3 separate regions of the Mus musculus genome follow, and regions 1 and 3 are each linked to region 2. Evidence: chromatin contacts called from public Hi-C data. All regions are on one chromosome and are shown on one strand. Each heading gives the region's core, a stretch centred on a gene start, on an enhancer-like site or on the middle of the called end of the contact. The rest is flanking DNA. Distances are from core to core; before and after follow the strand shown.

Region 1 (3,825 bases), core at 800-3,299, 450 kb before region 2:
TGTGGTGCAGAGAGGAACATCTGAATGGAAGGCAAGCTGTAGCTTCAGAGGAAGGGGTGGCCTGGGAAGTGGGCTCTCATTTGATCATTTGACTCAGCGATCTAAAGAAGATGGTCCAGAGAAATATGGGCAAGTCAATTTCTCCGTTGTATTTTCCAGGCATGTGTTTAAGAGAGTTGCCCTGGGCACGTGCACTCTGCCTGTGCGAAAACCCCTTTGTCTGGATGACTCTGCTCCCAGAGTTTGCATGGTCAGTCTCTAACTCTCAATGCTTGAGGCTCTGAGTGGTCATAAAGATAGGACCTTTAAGAAGACAAAGGATAGGGTATGGTTCTATTGGGAAAGAGATTCCTTTGCAAGCATGAAAATCAGAGCTCAGTTCTCAGCACTTATTGGTAAAATTGAAACAGCCAGGATGGTAATATCCATTTGTAACACCTACAATCAGGAAATAGGAGGATTCATAGGCTCTCCATGGCCAGCCAGTTTAGCCTAATCAGTCAGCCTCAGTCCAGTATGAGACCCTGTCTCAAAATATGATGAATGGCACCTGGGGGACAATTTCTGAGGTTTTCCTCTGGTCCCTATATACACACACATACTTATACCTGTGTGTGCATGCATTAGTGCATACACATAGAAACATGCCATCATACATAAATTCAGAATTTAAATGAGTTACCTAGCATACATTTGAATCCTCTGTGCTTGCATTTATTATTGGATGACCTGAGGACGTGGTCTCCCAGAGGGAAGACCATGTAAAGACACTGGGTGAGCAGCTGCTAGAAGCCAAGGAGACTAGCTCCAAAAGCAGCCCTGCCCACAGTGGACCATGGACTTCCAGCTTCTAGAAATATGATGAAATCAATGTTTGTTGTTTCTGGCACAAAGTGTAGCCCTTCCCAACAGAACTGAGGCTTTACTCCCATGTCCGTGAAGGATCAAGGTGAAGATGCTATCACATGCTTGCACTGGCTTGCTAGCCACAGCAAGCACAGTGCTAGCAACATGTAAAGATGAGGCCATGGAGGCCAAGGATGATCCAGGTGGGTGCAAAACAAGGATCAGAGCAAATGATGAGAGCCAGAAGATGGTCTGAGGGCAGTATTAGGCAGTGAGCTGGCAAATGGTTCCCCAATGATGGACTTGTATTTGACGTGTATTTGTGTCTGCTCTGGAACTTTGACATGAGGCTAGACCTCAGATAACAAAGTCCTGAAGATTGAGGCCAAACACCAAGATTTATTTAAAAATATTCCCTTCATGATTCAAATATGCAACTAGAAACTGACTTACAGAGAGTGTGAGACCTCGTCACAGCACCTCGGCATGATTACTTCTTCTCCCCTTTCGGCCTCTAAAATGTGAACACCACACAGTGACCTCTGCTTGCTCTGAACTTAGCCTGAAGAAGCACACCAAACATGACTGCTTGTGATGGGGAAAAAAAAAATCTCTTGTCATTCTGGCTTAGCTCTTTGTTTCTGGCTGAAGATAAAAGTAAAAAAAAAAAAAAAAAGTAGATTAAATGAAATTTCAAACTCAGAATAAATAATATAAGGACGTCAGCAGTATGTAAAATAAATGACTTGGGTGGGTGTGGTGGGATCTTATTTGTATCCGTGATTAAATGCATGCTGACTTTAATTCTTTCAGAAGTGACTTTTCACTAGTGTTTTAGATGTCTGTCACCTTTTCTTGTCAGGCTCTTTCAAAATATCCCTAAGTAAATTAAAAAAAAAATGGCTCTGAAACATCACGTGTCATTAAAAGGATGATTGCTGCACACTGCATGGAGATGGGTTATACTGTATCCCTGTATTTTGATTCCTAACAACGACAGGGATTTATGTCCTAGCTTAGCACCCCCTGCTTCACCAAGGCACTGTGCACTTTTTATCTGTAAGAAAATGTCAAAAGGGGGAGCTAGTTAGCTAATTGATTAGAGATTGGGGCTCAATGTTTGCAGGCAGAAGAGGCTTTCAGAGGTCATGGAAAGCCCTGGGCTGTGTTCTCACATTCTGCCCTGGGAAGGATTTTATCCCACCCCCCACCCCACCCCGTTTTCCCAGGAGGACAGCCCATTTCAGCCCTCTCCTGCCTCTCCCATCAGCCGAGCACAGGAGCTGATTACTGTTTGACAACAAGACAGAAGTGGATTTTAGCTGCGTAGCTCACAGAAGCTGAGCCACCAATGGAAAAACCGGTGGCTGAGCTCCACTCCTTGCAGTTTGGAGCCACAAAAGTACAAAGGTGAAAGAAAAGACTGCAGCAGAGGCCTGGGGCCTCCATTGAGCAGAAGCACATTCCTACCATCTTTCAGGGCAGCTCTGCACTCATGCTAATGCGTGCTAGTTCATGTGATGAGACTCTGTGAGCCAAACACGGGCCAAGTCATGATGAGAGGTGGGCATTGCCAGGCCCTCCCTCTGCTTCAGATTCTTCTCTAGTGTCTCTGGCCCTCTTCCTCCTCTCCCAGCATCGCTTCAGCCACCCAAGAACCTCACTTTCACCCTCTTCTGCTCAAGCTATTATTTTGGAACCAAGATCAAACAAAGTTGTTTTTCTGATTTTTTTTCCTGCTTGCTTTATCATTTTCTCCCTTAGAAAATCAGTTGCCGCCTACACTCGCACCTGTGTAAGGCAGCCCTGAGACACAGCATGGGCCCAGCCAAGCTCAGACTCTTGAGCAAACATCCCCCAAAGGGACCAGTAGCCTGTGTGCATGTATGTGTGTGACTGTCTGTTTCTATGAAACATTACCAGAATATACTAATGACTTATAATACATTGTATTCCTATCCATCAGAACCCTTAAGAAATGCCAGGTCTTTAATAGGAGGCACACGATATTAGGAATTCTAGGGGATCAGCACTTATTCTTGTGTAGAAATATGTGTGCATTTATAGACATACTTGATACACCTACAGTATTTTTATAATTTAAAAATTATTTCAATGCATTTTCTCATGTGATCTAGAGAAGAAAATAAAATAGAGCAGCCATCCCTCCAGCACATGGCTTCCTTCACATGGAATGCTCTCAGACTGTAGGATGGAACATGAGTGCAGTGTGTGTATCTGTGTATCTGTGTACATGCGTGCATGTATGCATGCATGTTTGGCTTGGCACATTGAAAAGTCAAAGGTCAAGACTCTAAGCTAACCAGATATAAGAGCTATGTTCATTGACGCACACCTGTGATCTCAGCATTCAAAGGACTGAAGCAGGAGGACTATTGCAAATCTAAGGCCAATCTGGTTTACATGGTAAGTAGTTCCAGACCAGCCAGGGCATCGCAGGAAGACTGCATAAGAGGTTCCTCTCCTCTCCTTTCCTCTTCTCTCCTCTCCTTTCCTTCTTTCTTTCCTCCCTCTCTTTGTTCTTTCTTTCTTCTCGTATTTTTGTCCTGAGCAAAGATCTCATATAACCCAGGCTGTCTGTCAACTCAATGATGACCCTAAACTTCTCACCTTCCTTTCTCCATAGCCAATGAGCTAGGATTTCAAGCTTACACCACTATGCCCAGTTTTTGTAGTTGTGAGGACCTAACCCAGGGCATTATATATGATAGGCAAGTACTCTTTGAGTTACATCTCCAACCCCTCCCCGAAAAAAAAAAATCATTCTTACACATATAATAGATTTCAAAGACTTGATGCCACCCTGCTTGACCAATGTATGGCTAGATAGCCACTTGGAGTTGAGACCTTGGTGGACAGAGTTGTAAGGGATATTCTGGTCTACACTGAGTTGGTTCAAGTTCATGTATCTTCTGGAAAGAAGCACACTCATGATTATTCATGTTCAAGTCTAGAGAT
Region 2 (4,285 bases), core at 176-2,675:
GAAAATCCCCACCACAGCAGCCTGCTGGATAGAGGGGCTGACACACGACTGGATGTGCCCCAGGGTGGTGCCAGGGACGTCTTTCCTGAGTGACCTTGTCTTCTAGGTGTTAAGTCAGGTTTACACAGTGAAGAACAATCTAGTGTGGCTCCTAAGTCCCCCTGAAGTCCCTCCATCACTCTAAGGTGCAGGAGCACAAGCGGCTTGTGCATTTCATTTTCTCAGCAGACATGGATTTTCAAAATGAACTTCCTGAGCGCGGGCTCTCACTGCCATTAGCACTGAGACATCAGGCCAATTCTTTAGCATTCCTGTACCTCAGCTCGCCATCTGAAACTGGGATAAGGCCAGTACTTCCCCAAGAGAGTTTCCCTTGGTGTTAGATGAGGTAAGACATACAAAGGGCACAGAATAGTCTCTGGCCATCAGGCAGTACTGTGTGTATCATGCTCACTAGTTATATGTTAATATAGGTCACAGGGAAAGATTATATGACCCAGTTAGCAGCCATCCAGTAGACAAAGGGAGAGAACACTTCCTTGTGTAAACCCAGTGGTAGCCAGCATGCAGTAGTGGCAGGTACATGTACAGGTGTGGCTGCACTCACACTGGGTATTTATATTGAAGTGGTGACAGTCATTTGCAAGTATTAGATAGCTTACCTGCCGAGCTTCAATAAGTGAAAACTGACAAGCCAACGTACCTGTGTTTGGGAAGCATATAAGACACCGGTCTCACTCTCAGACCCTCCAGCCAGTTCCTTAGTATGACTTGGAGATATAACTCAACATCTCTGGGCATCTGCTTCCTCTTGCAAAATATCAGGGCTTTCCAACAGAAAGGACTCAGAGAAGGACATGACATGTCCCAGTTCAATGACGCATGTCGAGCTATGCTGAGTTGCTTCCTGGGGTCTCAGAACATCCTTGAGAGTTGGTCAGATAGGCTTTGTGGCTCATCTATTCAGATGAGGTAAGGATCAGAAGTCATTGGCCCAAGCTTCCAGGGTATAGCAGAATTAGTGATTAAGTTTAGGTCTCTTGGCCCTTGGAGCCTAGAAGACTCACCACAGCAAGTCCGAGTGAGTGAGCTTAAAGAAGGGAAAGGGGATTACTAAGTTATACAACTAAACAAGCAAGGAAGGGAATCTTTCTAGCCCTCTCTGCCAGGATGTTAGGCACTTGGCCTCTATGATTGACAGCGAGCAGAATGGTATAGGGGTGGAGATTTTTATGATGCTCAGCCTTGTCTGGGTGGGTGGGGGGTTGTGGATAGGAGGAAGTTGCACTCTGGTGGCTTTGTGTAATAATTTTCCAAGGCTAACAGGATGTTTCTCTCTTCAAACAAATCTGATGTCCTTGTGCCCCATGGCCCTTGGAGCAGATCAGTTACAAAGACAACTTTGCCAAGACGGTCAGGCACATGCCTCCCCTTTGCAATCGACCTTTGGAAGCCTTTGATGTGCTGGCCACTGTCTCCCTCCCAGGGGCCCGTTTTTCTGGGCTCAGTTATCAAGTCCATTTTGAAGCAGTATCTTTTGAAAGAGGTTTCTTTGAAAAATAGTCATTTCAAAGAATATTTTCAGTCAACATTTCGACAAACAGCTGTACGAACATTGAAGTGTCTTCTCACTCCAGCCATCGGGCTGTCTGCCCCTGATAGCTAGAAGCAATCCAGGATTATCACAATCTCCAAAGTCTTGCCTAAGCACGGAGGGACAGTGTAGGGCTGGCGAGAGCACAGCCATCCCTATCTGCCCATTCTCTTGTTCCTTCACTACAGAAAGACACACTGAGCTCCATGCTGTACTCCATCCTAGAGAGGAATGAGACAAGTCCTGCCTCGGAGAGGCTTGCAAAATGCAAGGAAGAACAACACGATCAACACCCTTAAGACAAGCAGTTTCTAAAAAGGATGTTCAGAATATATTTGGAGACTCCAACAGAGAGATGGGTCGTCAGTGGAGCTGGAGAAAGATTCCAAGATGGAGACTTGAAGGATCAATGGGTCTCTTCTGTCCTGTATCTCTAGAAGGTGGCAGCCAGAGGTGTGCCAAAAAGAAAACACTACCTTGATGCCCTTCATGTTACATTCCCACTTACTACAGAAACTTCAGACTACTGATAAACACCGAAGAGACCTGGCTGAGGAGAGACAGCTGGTAGCATGTCACTACAAATATGAGGGACACAGGACCTTCAGGACAAAAGACAAAAGTAATACAATTATTGGGAAGCAATGGATTTGATGACGGTATCTGTTGCTTCTAGAATCCAAACTCTGTGCAAGTTTTCCAGTTGACTTTAAAACTGTGATGTTGATCACTAAGCTGCTCCCCCAGAGTTCTCAGAGGCCACTGTCTCCTCATGTGCCAGCTTCCTCGCTGGGATTCCATCACTTGTTCCCACTGTGCCAGTTCAAAATGCCACCCACCCCTTACTGAAATCACCCCCCATTCTTCTATCTAGGTTCCCTGTTATGAAAGTAAAGGCCTCTGCTTCCACTCTGCCCGAGTTCCAATCCCTTCTCTGCAGTATAGTAGTGGTTACCTTGAGCAAATCCTTATATGATCCTTCCATTTTCAGGCCTTCTGGGCTATGTGTGGACGCTCTGTCTCTTCAGCTAAGTCCTTGCCACCCATCTTCCTACACACACAACCTTCCTAGGATACCTTCGGGCTCTTTTGGCCCAGGCACCTTTGTTTTGGGGGATTTACCAACTCCACCCTCCTTCAAATACACTTAGACCTGGCTTAGGGAGATTTTCCCAGCCACCAAGAAAAGAGACTCCCTTTTTTGTGTCCCCCCTCCCCATCAGATCCTACACATGAGACTTGGAATCTACAATAAGATTATGGCTACCTGGCCTGGCAGCTTCACACTGATCATAAGGCATGATTCAGACTGCATGAGGATGACCCTGGCTCTGTCACCTGCTAGCTGTGTGTCCTAGAACCAACTGTGCCTCTGTTCTCTGTGAAGGACAGAGCGGTAGAATTAACCCGCATGTGGTTATGAGACCTTGGTCAACTTCACATGCAATGAGTGCTTAGACGGTCTCAGGCTCAGAGCAACTATGAAATAACTGAGTTGATACCAGTTCTAAGCCCTTGCTTGCTCTTATATGGACAGGGCTATCTGTTATAGCAAGTATGTCTGCTTGCTCCTGTCTACAAAAGTGTAACAGGTACTGGGCATGCAGTAATGGCTAAGTATCCCTTCTGGAGTAAGATATCCAAAGGCTAAATAGATTTGTAGAAGGCAAGCTGCCAGGCCCTTATTGCTGATGGTGTACTGATGAGGTAGCTAATTAGAGAAGGCCTTGACCAGCAGGGCCCAGGGCTCAAGGCGATGGGAGCAGGTATTCAGGAGCTATCACAGCAGCAAGAAACATCCCAGAGGGTGCAGAGGACTAGCTTTCTGTAACACACATCTCCAGTCCATTACCCTGTATTGGTCAGCTCAGACTACTGTAACAAAAATGCTACCTGCTGGACAGTTTAAGGTCTTAGGATTTCATTATCATGGCTCTAGAAGTAGAAAGCTCAGAATCTAAATTGAATGAGGTGAGTTTTGGGTGATAGCACCCCTACTGGCTTGTAGAGGGTCACCTGCTTGTCCTCAAACAGCCTTGCTTTGGTAAGTGGGTATAGGGAGAGAGCCCTAGTACCTTTTCTGAAGACGCAACCCCTTCTGATTAAAGCTCCATTCAAGGGCCTCAGTTAACCATAATCTATTCTTTACACCTCCAATACAGCCTACAAGGGGGATTAGGGCTTTACCATAGGAACTCAGAGGGGAACACAAGCATTTAGTTTGTGGCACCTCCTTGTTCTAGGCGCTCTGGCTCTTCATACAGGAAGAGCAGTCCTGCCCTTACCACTGCTCCTTGGCACAGAGAGCGGAACAGGGAAAGCAGTTTCTCAGCATGCCAGCTCAGCCTTCTGCTCCCAGCCTGGCTGCTAATGGCCACTTTGGTGTGTCCACCACGTCCGTCCACCGCCTGAGAATTTGCTTCTACACTGGGGACCTTATTAGCTGCTAACGGCTGAGCAGAGGAAGCGTGCTGAGGCCTTGTAGGAGCTGGCCTTTCCGCTCGAGTCTCCTCTCTGGGGTTTGTTTGGGCCACTGCACACTCTGAATTTTCTACCCAGCTTCATTTCTGTCAAGTAATTATTTACAAATTAGATTCCCAGGGAATACATGAGCCGAAAATGCAAGCACAATATATGTAAATAATAACAAAGGGGTTTCCAGTGAACTATCTTCCAAATGCCCACTGACAT
Region 3 (3,907 bases), core at 624-3,123, 480 kb before region 2:
GCATCTACCATTGGTTTGGGGCATTTAGCTAACATATGCAGGTCATGTGAGGGGTTCCCATGGTACACACAAATGCTGGTGAAAACCTGAAGTTGACTTTCTGACTTCCTGGTGACCATTTTAGCACCATCACAATGAAAAGACACAATGCAATCCATTTGGGGATAATCACTATAGAGTGTTTTAATCCCCTAGGCATGAGGTCTGTGGTTGCCCATCACAGATTTCAACTCCTATTTTTTTCTCTTATCTCTGTTCTCCCTCCCACTTCTCAGCTTCAAGATGCCTGTCTCCTCTTTTGCTCTGTTTAGAGACAGTCTTTAGAGTAAGACCTAAGGAGGCTTGATCTGGTATTATACAGACTCTTCCAAGGGAGTCAGCTAAACAGGGAACCTGTAAACCATGCATGAGCACTGTGGCAAAGATGGCCTCACTTCTGACTCGGATCTCCAGGTTGGTCTGAGAACATATCATTTTACTTGGCTGGTTTCCAGAAAATTATTTACCTATGCTTATTTATGTGTCAGCCCATGAAGCTGGCAAACCACAAAGAAAGCCTCTTTTCCCCCACATACTAGCCAGCATTTCTGGTGTGAACCTCAGAAGAAGTGGGCAGTCTCTTCTTAAAGAACTTGAAGACCTTGACATTTTTCCAGCATAGGAATTTGAGGTCTGCCATTGACGAGAGAAAAAAAAAAAAAAGCGCTTCCAACTAGTGGTAAGAGTAAAAGTGTGTATGCCCCTCCTTAGAATTGGGAACAAAACACCCATGGAAGGAGTTACAGAGACAAAGTTTGGAGCTGAGATGAAAGGATGGACCATGTAGAGACTGCCATATCCAGGGATCCACCCCATAATCAGCATCCAAACGCTGACACCATTGCAAACACTAGCAAGATTTTATTGAAAGGACCCAGATGTAGCTGTCTCTTGTGAGACTATGCCGGGGCCTAGCAAACACAGAAGTGGATGCTCACAGTCAGCTAATGGATGGATCACAGGGCTCCCAATGGAGGAGCTAGAGAAAGTACCCAAGGAGCTAAAGGGATCTGCAACCCTATAGGTGGAACAACATTATGAACTAACCAGTACCCCGGAGCTCTTGACTCTAGCTGCATATGTATCAAAAGATGGCCTAGTCGGCCATCACTGGAAAGAGTGACCCATTGGACATGCAAACTTTATATGCCCCAGTACAGGGGAACGCCAGGGCCAAAAAGGGGGAGTGGGTGGGTAGGGGAGTGGGGGTGGGTGGGTATGGGGGGACTTTTGGTATAGCATTGGAAATGTAAATGAGCTAAATACCTAATAAAAATGGGAAAAAAGGAGTAAAAGTGTGGAGGGGGCAAAGATGGGGCCCTCTGGCTTGGCCCATTGTTCTCATCATCAGGATTGTCTGACCTTTACTGAAAGCTCTACAACACTTGTGTAGCATTGACAGTACAGGTCATAGATGGTGTGTGATACCCTGTACAGAGTTCCTCTCCTCATCTTTCCACCTTTGTCTCCTCTCACTATGCTACCCACTACTCTCCATAGTTTCATTGCTTCTGAAAAAATAAGATAAATGATAGACAGACAGATAGACAAACAGATAGATAGATGATAGATGGATAGATAGATGATGGATAGATAGAGGATTGAGCACATGTAGTATACTAATGTATATCAGACACTGCTTTTTCTGAGTCCTCCAAAAAGCCTTTCTCCTATATTGGAACCATGAACTAAGGATCCTTTACAACTACGGAAATTATCCCTTTGAAGAGTATTACAGAAAGAGCAAGGACCACGTGGAAAGCCATGTTTGGAATTGCAGAAAGCAAGCTTCAACTCTGACCCAAATCCTTGCCAATGCTGTTCAGTTGAACCAGTTAGAAGTGTCACTGAACCTTTATTTCAACATTTGCAAAGAAAAATATCAAGTGGCCCAGAGGATCTATGCATGAATGATTGGATGAATCACAGCCAACTATTACCTGAGTCAGATTCGGGACTTTATGTAGAAAATGGAAAGTTCCCTTACCAAACTGGATCAGCTCTCAAACCCAGTCCCACTCTACATTGTTTTTCTGGTTTTTAATTCTTGAGCTTAGTTGCTCTGAACAAAATCTCCCTCATTGCTGGCCCCTCTGCCGTGTGTGTGTGTGTGTGTGTGTTTCCCCCTCTCCCCTTCTTTCACTGTTTTCTATTCATTCCTTTCATCTTTCTTTCCTTGCTTCTTTTTATTTATTTTTCTTCTTCTATTATACCAAATAAGTCCTGATAAAGATGAGGATCATGTCAAGGTGAATCTTCAGTAAACAAAACCACTTTAATAAATATCAAGGCATCTCAACAATGACAGATCAACATAGATGACAGAAATTTGGTAGGAAGACATTTAGTTTCCAAAACATGTTTCAGGGAACCAAATATCAGATTAGCTGCAGATGTCCCTGTCCATGGCCATGTGTGTTCCTAGAGACAGTTAGCCCATACTCAGTTGTCCTTGTCTGGGCAGTTTTGATTAAGGAACCCTCCCTGTCACCTCTGATGGGTCTTGAAGATAACTGAGCACTTCTTGATTCCCTATATATTTGTGTGTGTTTCAGGTGTGATAGCCAAGTGTAGCCTGCCCTGCTGTCCTCAGTACATCTCCTGCCTGAAGCTTAGACTTAGAAGCAAGAACATGTCATTTCTTGTTCCCAGGCCAGGACTCCATCATGTCCATTTTTCCCATGAAGTCTTGGCACTAGCCTCTTCTTTAATGGAGGAGGCTCCTCTGGATGATACAGAGAACTCTCAGTGGGAACTAGACTTAAATTCATGATTCTCTTCTTACTCTCAATTTTCTTTTCTTGGTTGAGTGTCAAAGTCATCAGACAACTTACATTTCACATAGACTATCACATACAAACAGAAGGAACAACGCTACAGTATTTGCTGAGCATGAGGGACACAATGGCCAGTGCCAGGCACCTCACATTATCATAGCCCAAATGATGCAGTCCAACTTTAGGTCCAGTGGGACTGGGGCTCACATGACATCTTTATACATCTCAAGTTACTGACAAATGCTCTTCTGCCCCACTATTTCGTGAGTTAGTTGCTTTTGTGGTATGGATGTGTTACAGTTTTTCCAGCCACAGAGCTGCCACACAGGCTTGTAGTCTTTGTGTCACATACTATTAGATTTCTGTCCTTTTCATAATGTGCTGATAGTTTTATGTCAACTTGTCACAAGATAAAGTCATCTAAGAGAATAGACGCTCTCGATTAAGAAAATGCCTCAATAAGACAGGCTGTGGGCAGGCCTGTAGGGTTCTTTTAATTGGTGATTGACTGGGAGGGTGCTACTGTGGGTGGTTCCATCCCTACGCTGGTGATCCTAGTTTCTTTAAAGCAGGGTGAGCAAGCCAGTAAGCAGCACCCCTCTATGTATTCTGTATCAGCTCCTGTGTCCAGGTTCCTGCCCTGCTTGAGTTCCTGTCCTGACTTCCTTTGATGATAGCATGTCATGTGATGGAAGTATAAGCTAAATAAACCCTGTCCTCCCCATCTTGCTCTTGATTATGGTGTTTCATCATACCACCCTAACTGAGACACACAGGACTCCCAAACACTTTTTAAATTTTAAACACAATACTTTTGTACAAATCTCTGTGACCATACAGAATTGAAAGTGCTTCCTGTCATACATTCTGTTAGCTTTTGGTCATTGTGGCAAAAAAAAACCAAAACGAAAACAAAAACAAAAACAAAAAACAAAAAACAAAAAACAAGAAAAAAAAAACAAACAAACAAACAAACAAAAAAACCCTGAGATAAACAACTTCAAACGTTAAATATGCATTTGACTCATGATTTCAGAGATTTTAATCCTTGGTCAGCCCATCCAATTGTTTTGGGCTGCAGCAGGCAGATC

The links. A called contact is a pair of places that touch in the nucleus more often than the background predicts.
Region 1: a Hi-C map of liver shows a contact between it and region 2, with 3 times the contacts expected there. The contact joins two enhancer-like sites. A contact is called at or near these places in 2 of 484 Hi-C or Micro-C datasets (both in liver) and 1 of 115 datasets of contacts at active chromatin or transcription factors (CD8 T cells).
Region 3: a contact with region 2 is called in a Hi-C map of liver, with 3 times the contacts expected there. The contact joins two enhancer-like sites. A contact is called at or near these places in 1 of 484 Hi-C or Micro-C datasets (liver) and 2 of 115 datasets of contacts at active chromatin or transcription factors (CD8 T cells and memory CD8 T cells).

What each region holds. Positions count from the first base shown.
Region 1 is chr12:25,825,220-25,829,044 of GRCm38.p6, reverse strand. No RefSeq gene overlaps it. Among named protein-coding and RNA genes, the nearest start is that of Gm29835, 150 kb to the left of the region's middle. Within about 2 kb of position 2,049, at least 3 of the 459 cell types and tissues checked have an H3K27ac peak or open chromatin away from gene starts, as enhancers often do. A contact at or near this core is called in liver, where this site is marked.
Region 2 is chr12:25,378,886-25,383,170 of GRCm38.p6, reverse strand. Gm36723 (a long non-coding RNA gene) reads right to left here. Exons shown (of 12, transcript XR_001780577.2): 2 at 704-4,285. Among named protein-coding and RNA genes, the nearest start is that of Gm36723, 25 kb to the right of the region's middle. Within about 2 kb of position 1,425, at least 13 of the 459 cell types and tissues checked have an H3K27ac peak or open chromatin away from gene starts, as enhancers often do. A contact at or near this core is called in liver, where this site is marked.
Region 3 is chr12:25,859,252-25,863,158 of GRCm38.p6, reverse strand. No RefSeq gene overlaps it. Among named protein-coding and RNA genes, the nearest start is that of Gm29835, 120 kb to the left of the region's middle. Within about 2 kb of position 1,873, at least 4 of the 459 cell types and tissues checked have an H3K27ac peak or open chromatin away from gene starts, as enhancers often do. A contact at or near this core is called in liver, where this site is marked.